Linked DNA regions of Mus musculus: all the other regions are linked to region 1. Evidence: chromatin contacts called from public Hi-C data. All regions are on one chromosome and are shown on one strand. Each heading gives the region's core, a stretch centred on a gene start, on an enhancer-like site or on the middle of the called end of the contact. The rest is flanking DNA. Distances are from core to core; before and after follow the strand shown.

Region 1 (4,351 bases), core at 1,611-4,110:
ACGTCCCACTGTGCCCCCCCCCCAGTTTGTTTGTTTGAGAATAATTTACTTTATTCGTTCACAGATTTTCTAGAAAACATCCATTCTGAGAAAGTACCCATCTATAGACTTCTTAGGAGTGCAAGAGAGAATTGGGTATTTAAAAAACGAGTCAAAACACCTATGAGAGCCTTACATCGATCAGCTCTTTACTTTCTCGGTCGTTTTTGAAGGTGTTCTCTTGGTGAGTTCTTTTCCAGGCCTCACAGTCGTCTCACCTGTTGTATTATTTTTCCTGAACTGTAGCTGACTCCACTGGAACCCACTCTCTGTACACAACCTACAAAGACTATGAGATAATGTTCCACGTCTCCACCATGCTGCCCTACACACCTAACAACAAGCAACAGGTAAGAGCTGCTGTCGTCCGTGCTCCACTTACTGCACTTATTTCCCCCAGAAGCCTGAGTGGTGAGTGTGCGAAATCTGCAGCCAGAATGTAGTATTGCACCTGTCACAGCAGCAGGGCGCTTTGTGCTTTGTGAAAGCAGGGAATAGCGAGTGAGCCGAAAACAAATGAAGAGACTCAAATTCTAGGTTAACAGCCAGCTGGACGGCTTTGTGAATTAATCATTTGCTTTTCACACCGGGGATGGAGGTTTTCATGAGATCTGAAGAGAACAAGTTGAGGTCACCATGATTGGATGACTCTGCAAAGGGCCTACACAAGTGGGCAAAGATTCCTCTCAAGAAGCCAGGGCTTAAACCAGGGAGTGCTGATGCTTCATCTAGAGTCCAAGGGAAATTGAACACAGCAGCAAGAATGCCAGGGAGAGTGTCAGTAGGATCCAGAGCCATGTTCTTCCTCATCAGGAAGTGGCAAGGAATAGAACTGATAAAGTCAAATGTAACTGCACTGAGTCCTGCAGAGATCAGGGACACTCCTTGTCACCAAGCACAAGAGGAGTGAAGGAACCAGGATGTACAGACTCTCATGGAGGAAGATGGAAGCTGACAGTTCTGTTTGGACAATATCAGCAGTCACGATTTGGGAAACTAGTTCAAAATAAATGTCAGATTGAACCTGAGAAGAAGCCAAAAGCACACATTGTCTCCTAACATACCCATTGCACACCAAGTATGCAATGTTTCATTGTCTGTTGTACTAACAGGGCCAGCTGCAGAGTGGATCAGGGCTCCTTAGTCCATCACTCAGCTAACCTCACACCTTGCTGCTTTGGGTTCACTCTCAAGCCTAAGTAAACAAGCTTTGCTTTTCCAGGTTAGTTACCAAAGTGATCAAAAATAGGAAAGACAACAGTGAGTAGCCATAAATCTGCAGTAAGCCCATCTCAGTAAGCCCATCTCAGTAAGCCCATCTCAGTAAGCCCATCTCAGTAAGCCCATCTCTGGCCTAGACTCTGCACGGTTTATAGACTTCTGAGTGGAAAACACCATTCTGAGAGAGAGAAAGTAAACACTAATGAATAATCATTGAGGGAAAAAGGAGCTGTTGCTTTGCAGAAAACATGAGATCTGTCAGTCAGGTACTGTATTCACTATCAGGATGTAGCTGCTGAAGTGCTGGGCACAGTAAGTTACCATTTCAGTGCACAACTGTGTACATAGTTTAATTTGGGGAATCAATGAAAGCAAAAACATTACAGTCCTAAATAAAAATGTTAATCTCTCCTGCTACATACTAAGAATTTTTATTCTCTAGCTAATTTTTTTTTCTGTGTAGATAACTTTATACATAGAAATACATTTAAAGAGAATATCTTTTAAAATATTTTACATGTATTTTAAATAAATACAGCTTTGTTTATATTTAGCATAAGACAAATGGGTTTGAATCCTTATAAAAACATGAATTCCACATATCAAGACATACTGAAGAATGATCTTGCAGAAAAAAAGATACTGACATATGTGTAAAGTGGAGAGGTGATGTTTGCTTTTATTCATTGTTTCACTATAATTTGAACGTTTTGCTACATTCTAAATAGCAATCAGTTCACACCAGGCTTCATCTCCATCCTGTCTGATACTTAGAAATAAAGTAAACTTCCTCACTGGGTGATAACTTGAAGTGCTTTCAAATTCCTAAGGTTGAAAGTATGTTTCCCGGGGCTGCAGAATCAGCTTGGCACCTTGGTGCCCTTCCGGAGGACTCAGGCTTAGTTCCCACATCCACTTGGTGCCTTACAATGATCTATAACTTCAGTTTCAGGGGGTCCAACACCCTCTGCTGGCCTCTACAAGTATCAAGCATGCATGCAATGCACAGATATACATGCATGCAGAACATTCTACCATAAAATAAAACAGAAGGCTTTTTTTAAAGTATTCTTCCCAGACATTTTTCTCTAAACTTCCAACTCTAATCTAAAAGGCTGCTGTCTTCCAGCTGGAGGCCAACACTAAGTTATTGGTTTTATGTAATTTCCATGCTTTAATATCCCTAGAGAACTTAAATAAAAAATGAGTTGTATAGGTTTGTGTGTAGCATAGTTAGTTGTTGTGATTTTTACTTGTTTTGTTTCCAAGAGCGTCCATAAAACAAAGATGAGAAAAGCAGACGTCACTCCAATTTTTTATAGGATAATCACACTGTCCTCCTCCGAAGAACTGACTGGCTTGATGTGCCTGAGTCTGAAACACTGTGTGAGAGCAGGAGTCAGAAGGGAGACTGAAGCAGGGCTCTGCAACTAAGGAAGGTGTTCAAACCTTAGCCCTAACCTGCCTTTAAATCATTACTTGTGGAATAGTATGGATTTCTATGTTCCTAGCTTGCAACACAAACCGTCTACCAGGAAACCCCTTGCACATGCTCTGGAAAGGAAACTGACATAATCGTGTTGTAATTATCTCAGCCGTTCCTCATCTCTAAAGCTCTTTCCCAATGGCAAGTTTCTTGCCTGAAAACAGAACACAACTGTTGCTATAGAAACTGAGGTTCTGGGCAAGTCTACTTTTAGTTAGCTTTGTTTGAATGGCTATATCCTTTATGCAAATTTTAGAATATCCAATTCCATCCATGTTCCTCCTTTGGAGAGGATGCTAAGACAGGCTGGAATACTGACAGGATCTGCTGTGATCCCTGCACCGGACGGCCTACCTCGTGGACTAGATGCCTTCAACATAGGCAGTGGTAGAGGCTGTCTCTAAGCATCGTGCTCACGCTCATACTTGCTTGTTTTCTTGTAGCTCCTGAGGAAGCGGCACATTGGGAATGACATTGTGACAATAGTTTTCCAAGAGCCTGGAGCACAACCATTCAGCCCGAAAAACATCCGGTCTCACTTTCAGCATGTTTTTGTCATTGTCCGGGCTCACAACCCTTGCACTGAGAGTGTCTGTTACAGGTAGGCATCGAGCTGCAGTGGCTGAGTGAGTGGTGGGTGATGGCTATGCAGCCCTCCCCCCCAGCTCTGTGTTCTGGAGTATGTGGGATGTCTGTTGCTGTCATCTTTAGCTCTGCATTGTGTGCACAGTTGGCTAAATTCACATGATGATGTCACTGGCGGTACTGGCATTCCCTGGGCTTGTGGTTAGACACCTGTCCTTCCATTTGCACCTCCTCCTTAGGTGCTGTCCCTCATCCACACCATCTGGTCACCAACTAACTAGTTACTCATGCTGCTAATTATATATTCCTTTTGGCAAGGCAAGAACAGAGATGAATGTTCATAATAAATAGAAGTTCATTTTTTTATTGTTGCTATTAAAAAGCCCTTCACGCTAACATTTCTAAGCATACTCTTAAAGGCTTTTTTTTGTGTTTTATTAGACATTTGTTGTAATTGTTTCAAATACCTTGAGCATTTCTCCTGTGCTGTCTACTAGATTTGTCAAAGGATTTCATACTATCATGTAGGTAGACAGTGAAACCCCTTTAAACACTGGGAAGTATGGCTAGTGGACTGCCATACAATGCACTTTTTTAATTATTAATTTATGCATATGAGTACACTGTAGCTGTCTTCAGACACACCAGAAGGGGGCATCAAATCCCATTACAGATGGTTGTGAGCCACCATGTGGTTGCTAGGGGTTGAACTCAGGACCTCTGGAAGCACAGTACTCTTAATAGCTGAGCCATCTCTCCACCCTCCTCCCATACAATGTATTTTAAAGTAACCCTTTTCTTTTCAATCCTTTATCTAAATCAGCATTGTCCAATGAAAACAGTGCAAGCCATGTACTAATTTTGTTTTTAATTGTTTTTCTGAATTTTGAAATTATAATTTAATTATATTTTCCCCTTTCCCTTCCTACCTCCAAACCCTACTATATACCCAGCCTCCCTCTCCTTCAAATTCATGACCTCTTTATTTCACTAGTTAGCCAGATTTAAAACTAAACAAAA
Region 2 (4,351 bases), core at 1,119-3,618, 160 kb before region 1:
GTTCCTCTTTGCCTGAAGGGCAGCGGGAACTCAGCCTGCTGTTGCTAGACTGTGTGGGATGGTTCCACCTTCCACCACCGGCCCCCTCAGTCCACCTTTTCTTGCTTTTGCTGTTGGTTACAGCAAATACACTACTTAATTGCTGCTTTGGTTGTTAGCTGAGCTTTGTTGGTGTCATTTGCTTGGTATAGTACTCAGATGTGTGTTTTGCTACAAAAGCCACTGTTTAATCTCACTTGTGCGTCAGACATCACCGTACCATGAGATGGCAGAGTTTATATTGTACTTAATTGAAATTAATTAGTGTCTATGTTTGTGGTATGTATGTGTCTGCTAGGGTGCGTGCATGCATGCGTGTGTGTTTGTGTGTGTGTATGTGTGTGTGTGTGTGTGTGAGAGAGAGAGAGAAAGAGAGAGAGAACGCACATGTGAATATGTGGTGTGAACCCCATGCACATACACACGTGCTTGTGCATGTGTTTGTGCACACATGTGAATACAGAAGCCTGAGGAGGGTTCTGGTGACCTCCAGCAATCTTAGCGTCTCAAGCTGTCTGAATCTTTTGTCATGGTTGCACTGAGCTGGGATTACAGCCACACACAGACTGGCTTTTTCTGTAGGTGTTGACACTCAAGGTTAGGTCCAAAGGCTTGCACAGGAGGCGCCCTCACCCCAGCAAGCTATCTCACAGCTTGAAATCTGTGGATTGAAATTTCTTACTGCACTTATTTAGTTTGTGTATATGTAGGTGTGACAGTGTTGCCCGTGTGGAGGTCATAGGACAGCATGTAGGAGTTGGTTCTCTCTTCTACAGTGTGGGTCCCAGGGACAGTCCTTAGGCCATTAAGTGTGGCAGCAAGCACCCGCTGACACCTTACTGCTCCCACATGGTAGGTTTTTTTTTTAAATGTATTTTATATGTATGTTATTACTATCACTAGTTTTTGAGACAGGGCCTTTCTCTGCAGACCAGGTCCCCTTGAGCTTCTGATCCTTCTCCTTCAGTTTCCTCAGAGCTTGTCAGTATCGAAGGCTTGCACGCCTCACTTTGCTCTTCTGAGCCTTACCAGGTATAACAAGTTTGCACGTGGATTTTTACCTTGAAAGGTTTATGATCTAAGTAGACTTAAATAGCTAAAAGTTAACATAGTTCTTTAAACTTAATTTGTTGAAGGTTATTAGTTTTTAATGTAGGTATTGTTTGTAAGTTCTGAACCGTATGCACATAAACCCAAGTTTTCAGCTCCATCACCAAGTGCTATCGCGGTTTGCTTTGAGCCAATCAGTGTCCTTGTTCATGCTTCACCAGCTAGATAGAAGTACAGGACTTCCGAGCTTTTTGATACACTGTGTATTTAAAAGTGAGTATTCACATGACTTATGTATCAGCAACAACTCAGAGGCGAGATTAGGTTAGATGCTGAGGTTAGATGGTCATCTTCATAATTGGTGGTTGATCCCAGAGATGGTTGTTGCTGTCGGCATCTGCCCGTGTCTTAAGAAGGAGGCAGACAGTACTGGATGGCAGGTATCAATAGATAGATAGTGAGCCACTGCAGAACCTCGGAGCTTGCCTTAGCAATTTATCTGTGGTTCTCAACACAAAGTTTCCATGCCATCTCCATAGAGCTTTGTAAGACTTGAGTTTAAAACATTTTCATAGTTTATACTCTGTTCTCTCAAACTCCACGCACAGTAGCCTGTTCTGTTTTAATTCTGTTTTGTTTTTTTTTTTTCTCCCCAAATTGTATTGGTTCTATTCACTACCTGGATACATATGCTGGCCATCATACCCAGGGCCTTGCGCATCCCCTGTACTCCACTGAGCTGCAGTCCTAGGCTCCACTGTACTGGAAATCTTTATGTCCAGATTCTTTTCCTGGACCCCTTTGATCTTCTAGCTGTTGTGTTCTTTTGCATTCCTTGAAGTTGTTGGATTGCCCTACACTTGATTTGGATTTCCCTCCTTTAAAGACTGCAGTGAGTTTCGAAGCTCTTTGAAGGAAAGTCAGTGTTGGTAGATCTTTGGAGACTCAGGTTTCTTTGCTCAGAGTCTTAGATCTGGTAAATGTTAGGCTGTTGAGTGCAAATGGCTCTCACTGGCTGTGGTTGCTCTCACTTTTGAGAATAAGGGAACTAACTTAGAGCTGACTTAGGAGTTTCTGCCCTTTCTGTTTGACCACTCCCTACTGCTAGTGTGCCTTGGTGCATATGCAAATCCTGCTGTCTCTCAGTTAGGAGCTTCTGCTTTTCTAGTCTTCATGACGTCATTAACTGGGTGTTTCTTGGGGTCTAGAGGGGGAAGACAGAGGCAGTTGACTATCTGTTAGTGCTATCCACTCCATCTGTTTCCTGTGTATGACAAGGACTTCTGCTGACTGCCTGTTGCTGTGTACTGACTGCCCGTTGACATATACCGACTGCCTGTTGATGTGTGCTCATACCGACCACTTGTTGCAGTGTGCCAACTGCCTGTTGCCAAGTGCTCAGAGACACTGCAGATGCATGTGGTGCCTTTTGGCATAGTGGTCATTAAGAACTCATTTCCTAAATGTGTTTGCCTTCTGTAGGCCATGAGCTTGCCATTAAAGTGCCTTCTAGTTACCTAAAACCAAAGGAGACCTTGGCATGAAGGTACTGGCACACGTTGTGGGCATCTAAAAGTTCACTTTATCCCATGTCAGTACTTACTCTAGTGTGACTTTACAAAAGGTCAATTTACTTAGGAAGCGAGGTCTTTGGACTGGCTCAGGTTTCTTCTGTCAGCTCCCAAAGGAACCCAGGACACTGCTCACTCAGCCCCTGTGGCTCCTCCAGGCACTTCTCACCCTGCCCCCACCCTAAACCTCTCCTGCCCGGGGGCTGGGCCTCCATTTCCTTCCCCAGCTTCATATTCCTACACAAACCTTCCATTTCTGTGTGCTCTGATACTCCTTAGCCTGACCACCTGCCCTCTCTTTACTTTCTTTTCTTCCTCTCACTGCTCTCTCTTCTCATGTTCCCATTTTTATTCAGCTTAACTATTTTAAGTCTGTTTTCTTGAAAACAAACAAACCCCACAGCCATAGCTAACAGTTTCCCTATTGATGGGGGAGTTGGGGGTGGGCTGAGGAATTCAGTCTAATAACAAAGAGAAGGCCTGGATCCACACAGTGCTGGGGAGCCCTGCAGGAAGCTGTTAGCAGAGGAGGATGCTGTGGTAGAGGAGGGCAGGGCGGGGATAGGTGGGATGAGCTCACCTGATTGTGGGCAGGGTTTAAAATGTCACAGTTCTTACCTGGATTCCCTTCTAAGGTGGAGTTATCAATGCCATTTCCCGGGATTGTCACTGTGATGATACGAGGTAGAGAGCAAGATGTGTCTGGCATTATACACGCTCACATAGTAGCTTTCATTATTTATAAGGGGAATTAGTTAATTGGAAGACAGGTTTAGAATCTTGACTAAATGAACATCATAATGGAAACTTCTGGATGCACTAGGTTTGATTTGTTCTTATTATCAGCTACAGGTGTGGAAAGAGTTTGGCCACTGGTACTCCTGCTCTTCCTCCTCCTCCTCATGCTAGGTAGTCGTCATCCCTTTCTTTTCTTTCTTTTAAAGATTTACTTAACTTTATAGCTGTGTGTATATGTGTCTGTCTGTGTGTGGATATGGGCACATGAGCTCAGTGCCCGTGGAGTCAGAGGACAGCACGGGATCACTGGGTTTAAAGACTCCTGAGCTGCCTGCTGTGGGTACTGGGAGCCACACTCCCTGCTCTACAAGAGCAGCAGAAACTCTTCATGCCAAGTGACCGCCTCATCACATAACAGCAGAGGCCTCTGGTTTAATCACATCTAGTGAAGACGGCTGGGTGTGGAGGAACAGGGAGCTGTGTGCTCTGTTCCTGTCGCATCTATGTGCATTATAGGTTAGACTGTGTGCTTTAGAAAGTTCTAGACCCCCATGTGCTCTTTGTACCTGTTCCCCAGCATAGACTCATATCTGTACATGTGGAGTTTGAAATGTTCTGTAAAATGTAGTACTCTTCACCTCCCACTCCTTTCTCCCTGCATGTCACAGAGAGCATCATTTCATCAGTGTCAATGTCACTGTCACTATCCAGTGGGGACTGCCAGGCCCCACTCTGTGGCCTAGAGACACTTTTTTCTCTTCTCACCCCTAGCATTCACATGTATGCACACACCACTTTGCAGTGGAGAGACCATGTTTTGTACTCACTTGAAGTCAATGGGGACACAAATTAATAATTTTATAACTCTTGCCAGAAGTATGTTAATTTCTGTTTTGAGACTGATACTCAGGATTATAGCTATAGCCTTAAAATTTTCTAAGCTTTCCTTTGAG
Region 3 (4,351 bases), core at 884-3,383, 140 kb before region 1:
TTTTAAAATTTATTTATTTATTAGGTATTTTCCTCGTTCACATTTTCAATGCTATTCCAAAAGTCCCCCATACCCACCCCCCAATCCCCTCCCCCCCCCTCCCCCCCAGCCCTGGGGTTCCCCATGCACTGGGGCATATAAAGTTTGCAAGTCCTATGGGCCTCTCTTTCCAGTGATGGCCGACTAGGCCATCTTTTGATACATATGCAGCTAGAGACAAGAGCTCCAGGGTACTGGCTAGTTCACACTTGTTGTTCCACCTATAGGGCTGCAGTTCCCCCCAGCTCCCTGAGTAATCTCTCCAGCTCCTCCATTGGGGGCCTTGTGGTCCATCCAATAGCTGACTGTGAGCATCCACTTCTGTGTTTGCTAGGCCCCGGCATAGTCTCACAAAAGACAGCTACATCTGGGTCCTTTCAGCAAAATCTTGCTAGTGTATGCAATGGTGTCAGCGCCTGGAAGCTGACCATGGGATGGATCCCTGTATATGGCAATCACTAGATGGTCCATCCCTTCGTCACGATTCGGGTGACAGTGGATGCTGGCGAGGGTGTGGAGAGGGAGGAGCACTCCTCCATTGTTGGTGGGATTGCAGGCTTGTACAACCACTCTGGAAATCAGTCTGGCGGTTCCTCAGAGAGTTGGACATGGTACTACCGGAAGATCCCACAGTGCCTCTCCTGGGCATGTATCCAGAGGATGTCCCGGCCGGTAGGGGGGACGCATGCTCCACTATGTTCATAGCAGCCTTGTTTGTAGTGGCCAGAGGCTGGAAAGAGCCCAGGTGCCCCTCGGCAGAGGAATGGATGAGGAGATATGGTGCATTTGCACAATGGAGTACTGCTCAGCTATTGAAAGGGGTGAATTTGTGAGATTCCTGGGCAAATGGATGGACCTGGAGGGTGTCATCCTGAGTGAGGTAACCCAATCACAAAGGAACTCGCACTATATGCACTCACTGATACGTGGATATTAGCCCAGAAACTTAGGATACCCAAGATAGAAGATACAATTTGCTAAACCCATGAAATTCAAGAGGAGCGAAGACCAAGGTGTGGACGCTTTGCCTCTTCTTGGAAGTGGGAGCAGGGCACCCATGGAGGGAGTTGCAGAGTCAAAGCTGAATTTTTATGAGAAACTTCATGTCTTAATTTTCTTCTTATTGTCTTGTCAGAGGTCAAATACCACGCAGTGAATCCATGACCTTTTTCTCAGGGAGGTTTTCTTTTGGGGTTTTGCATATGCATCTTTGACACACTTTTAGGGTTTGCATGTAAAGTTCCCGTTTTAGGGTTTTGCATATACATCTTTTAACATACTTTAAATTAAGGCTTGGTATGTAGAGTTCCTGTTTGATTGTGTGGCCTGCAGAGAGTCCTTTGGCCCCGAGGCATGGCACTCGTTGAATGAGACTATCAGGCAATGATCTCAGCAGCCTTGGTGAGCCCGTTGACCTTCTCTCTGAGGGGTTGCTTGGTTCTGGGTGCTCTGGCTGGTTTTTATGTCTGTCTGGATGCTATGATCACACTGTTTTGATTACTGTAGCTTTCTAATTTGTTTGATACTAGCAGGTGTGGTGCCTCCCATCACACTTGTTAGGTCCGTTTTCTAGATCACTTTGGCTATTTGCTTTCCTGAAACTCCATTGTAGGATTTTTTTTTTTTTTTTTGTAAGGGGTGGGGGTAGAAAATGTCCCAGAGTTTAGATAAGGATTGGATTATAGCTGTGGATTGCTTTAGGTAGTATGGCATCATAACAATTACATCTATTCTGTGCACACTGTGGGGAGGGGTCCTCTTATGTCTTTTTCTGCTTTGGTCACAGTTTTCACTGTTTTCTTTGAACTTAGTGTGGGTAGAATTATGTTTTCAGTGTTCTTTCCTAATGCTCACTGTATAGGGATTGCAGCTCAATTTTGTACCCAGCCAAGTATCCAAATTCATGTGTGAGTTCAGTTTTATTTTTGTGGCCTCTTTTGGACTTTGCATGTAATATCTGTAGATCGAGATAAGCTTAGTTTTTCTTTACAGCTTGAATGTCTGTTTCTTTTTCTCGCCTGAGTCCTCTGGTCAGACCTTCCGATACTCTAGTGGGTAGAAGTGAGGCTGTGGTCACATCCGTACCTTGTTTCTGGTCTCTGAGGAAATGCTTTGTCATCTCTGAGCGTCATTGTGGGTTTTCATGATTCGATTAAGTTGGGTGCTTTTCTTCTATTGCCAGTTTGTTCTTGTTTTCATTGTGAGGAGTATTGCATTTTGTCAATTGCTTTTCCCTTTACATCAGTTGAACTGATCATGGGGAGGGGGAGGTGTTTCATTGGTTCTCGTTGATGTGGTCTATTGCAGATTGATTTGCATGTAGCAAACCTCTGTACATTCCAGGAACCATTTCTACTTGGGCTCCTGTCTATAATCCTGTAACTATACTGCTCAGTTCAGTTTACTAGCATTTTCTTGAGGCTTCTTGTTATTTGTGCCCATTAGAGCTCCTGCCTGTAGGTTTCTTACAGTGTTGTTTAGAGCTGGCATCCACAGGCTATGGCCCGTAAGGATGTGTGCAGAGGTAAGCCCTTCTCTCCAGGCTTTTGAACGCTTTAGGATTGTCTTTTAAATGTTCATCTGGAAAACGACTTAGTTCAAACCCTTTCTTTGTCAGGAGATTTTTGTTTTGGTTTCTGCTTTCTGCTTTTCACTAGTCACAGCTCATTAAACTTATATTCTTCATAATATAGCTTTGGTACACTTTGTGGTTCTAGAAACCTGTCTACGTAATGTAAGTTATCCGACTTGCTAGCTTTCCTAACAGCCCTTTGTTTCTGTGAACTCAGGTAAACCGTCCCCACTCTGTTCGTGGTTTTAGTAACGAGAACCGTCCTCGCTTTGCCTTACTGTATGATCTTAGTAACTGTGAACCTTCCACACTGGAGAGTTCTACTCCCCCCTCCTCCCCAGAATAAACTTTTGGTCTCTGCTTTTTCTCATTGTTTTTCCTTCTCTCTGTTCTGTTTATTTCTGCTTCTGTCATTTCTTTCTCTCTTCCTAGCTTCTGTTTAGTTTCTTGTCTTTCTGGTTCTATAATTTGTATTAGCTCAGTGACTTGGCGTTCCCTTTATATCGAGTACTGTACATTTAGCCCTGTCTCCGCTGTAATATCTTGTGTTTTGAAATGTTGTATTTTATTCTCTTGTTTCAGTTAGCTGTTTACTAATGTATTGCTCAATATTGATGATGATTTTATGGTTTTTCTGGCTTTATTCCTGTAACTGACTTCTAACTTTTTTCTGTTGTGGTTGGGGAAGATATTTTGCATCATATCTAGCTTTAACAGTTTATTGCGACCTACTTCCTGGTCTGACTCTGGTTTATTCTGGACAATGTTAGAGAAGAGAGGCCACGATTGGCCTGCTAGTGCTCTGTGTGCAGTGGGTGTAGTTGCTTGCTTATGCTTCCTTCTGTTCAGCCCACTTCTATTTAGTATTGAAAGTAGAGAGCTAAAGTCTAGCACTTGCTATAGAGCTAGCCCTTGTTTTCAGGATTTTAAAATATTTTGGTGATCTGCCATTAGATACACAATGCTTGCTGTGCTTTTAAATTTTTCCCTGTATGTGCAACCGCATTTGAATGTCTTCTTAGTCTTTCCCCCTCCCTTGTAGTCCTGACTCTCAATCCAAGAACTTTGGGAGTGTTAGGCAGACATTCTGTCTCTGAGTCGCACATCTCTAAGCCCTAACTCTTAAATGTCCAGTTCTTTAATATCTGCCTGTCATATGAAGGAACAAGGAAAATCAAAGCAAATGTGTACAGGCCTTTTAAAGTCTTCCAGTCACTTCAGCTGTGAGAAGAAAGGCTGAGAATTTTTGGTGAAAGGCACCACAGCAGTGGCCTAGGGCTGTGCCTCTGTGATGGGCGCATGTCCCAAGCCAGACACCACTCTGTGAAAGCCCTCACTCTGCTACCATCACTAGCCTAAGACTTCCTGTAGACTTTTAGAGCCTCAACTCAGGCCAGACCAGGATTGGTGACTTTGAGGCTGAAAAGAATTTCGGGATTGGCCAGTTCAGTGAAATCAAGTTGGAGATTTTATTAAGCATATCTTAATATAAGTTTAAGCATGGGGTTTACAAGAGAGAGAGGCTTTTAGAAGAAAGTTACGCATAGCCGTAGTTGAAGAATGTTGGGCGGGACTGAGACCTACCCAAGTATATCTATGGGCTTCTCTAGAGGAGAGTAAGCAGTTAACTATCTCATTAGCTCTGAATTCCTGTTGACTCTCAAAGGTTACATCTCAACAGGTTGCTAAGATAATGTGTTTCCTTCTTTCTCCCTTTTCATAAAGGGTTTGGGTGTGAGT

Evidence for each region. A called contact is a pair of places that touch in the nucleus more often than the background predicts.
Region 2: a Hi-C map of myeloid progenitors shows a contact between it and region 1, with 3 times the contacts expected there. The contact joins two enhancer-like sites. A contact is called at or near these places in 1 of 15 datasets of contacts at CTCF or cohesin (the NIH/3T3 cell line), 2 of 484 Hi-C or Micro-C datasets (cortical neurons and myeloid progenitors) and 3 of 115 datasets of contacts at active chromatin or transcription factors (SST interneurons, bone marrow-derived macrophages and kidney).
Region 3: a Hi-C map of myeloid progenitors shows a contact between it and region 1, with 1.9 times the contacts expected there. The contact joins two enhancer-like sites. A contact is called at or near these places in 5 of 484 Hi-C or Micro-C datasets (cortical neurons, group 2 innate lymphoid cells, macrophages and 2 more), 3 of 115 datasets of contacts at active chromatin or transcription factors (CD8 T cells, the HPC-7 cell line and SST interneurons) and 2 of 9 other capture datasets (adipose tissue and liver).

What each region holds. Positions count from the first base shown.
Region 1 is chr12:82,384,366-82,388,716 of GRCm38.p6, forward strand. It overlaps Sipa1l1 (signal-induced proliferation-associated 1 like 1), which reads left to right. Exons shown (of 21, transcript NM_172579.3): 6 at 286-389; 7 at 3,190-3,347. Among named protein-coding and RNA genes, the nearest start is that of Gm30916, 5.2 kb to the right of the region's middle. Within about 2 kb of position 2,861, at least 33 of the 459 cell types and tissues checked have an H3K27ac peak or open chromatin away from gene starts, as enhancers often do. A contact at or near this core is called in myeloid progenitors, where this site is marked.
Region 2 is chr12:82,223,698-82,228,048 of GRCm38.p6, forward strand. It overlaps a transcript of Sipa1l1 not described here. Among named protein-coding and RNA genes, the nearest start is that of Sipa1l1, 85 kb to the right of the region's middle. Within about 2 kb of position 2,369, at least 161 of the 459 cell types and tissues checked have an H3K27ac peak or open chromatin away from gene starts, as enhancers often do. A contact at or near this core is called in myeloid progenitors, where this site is marked.
Region 3 is chr12:82,243,303-82,247,653 of GRCm38.p6, forward strand. It overlaps a transcript of Sipa1l1 not described here. Among named protein-coding and RNA genes, the nearest start is that of Sipa1l1, 66 kb to the right of the region's middle. Within about 2 kb of position 2,134, at least 138 of the 459 cell types and tissues checked have an H3K27ac peak or open chromatin away from gene starts, as enhancers often do. A contact at or near this core is called in myeloid progenitors, where this site is marked.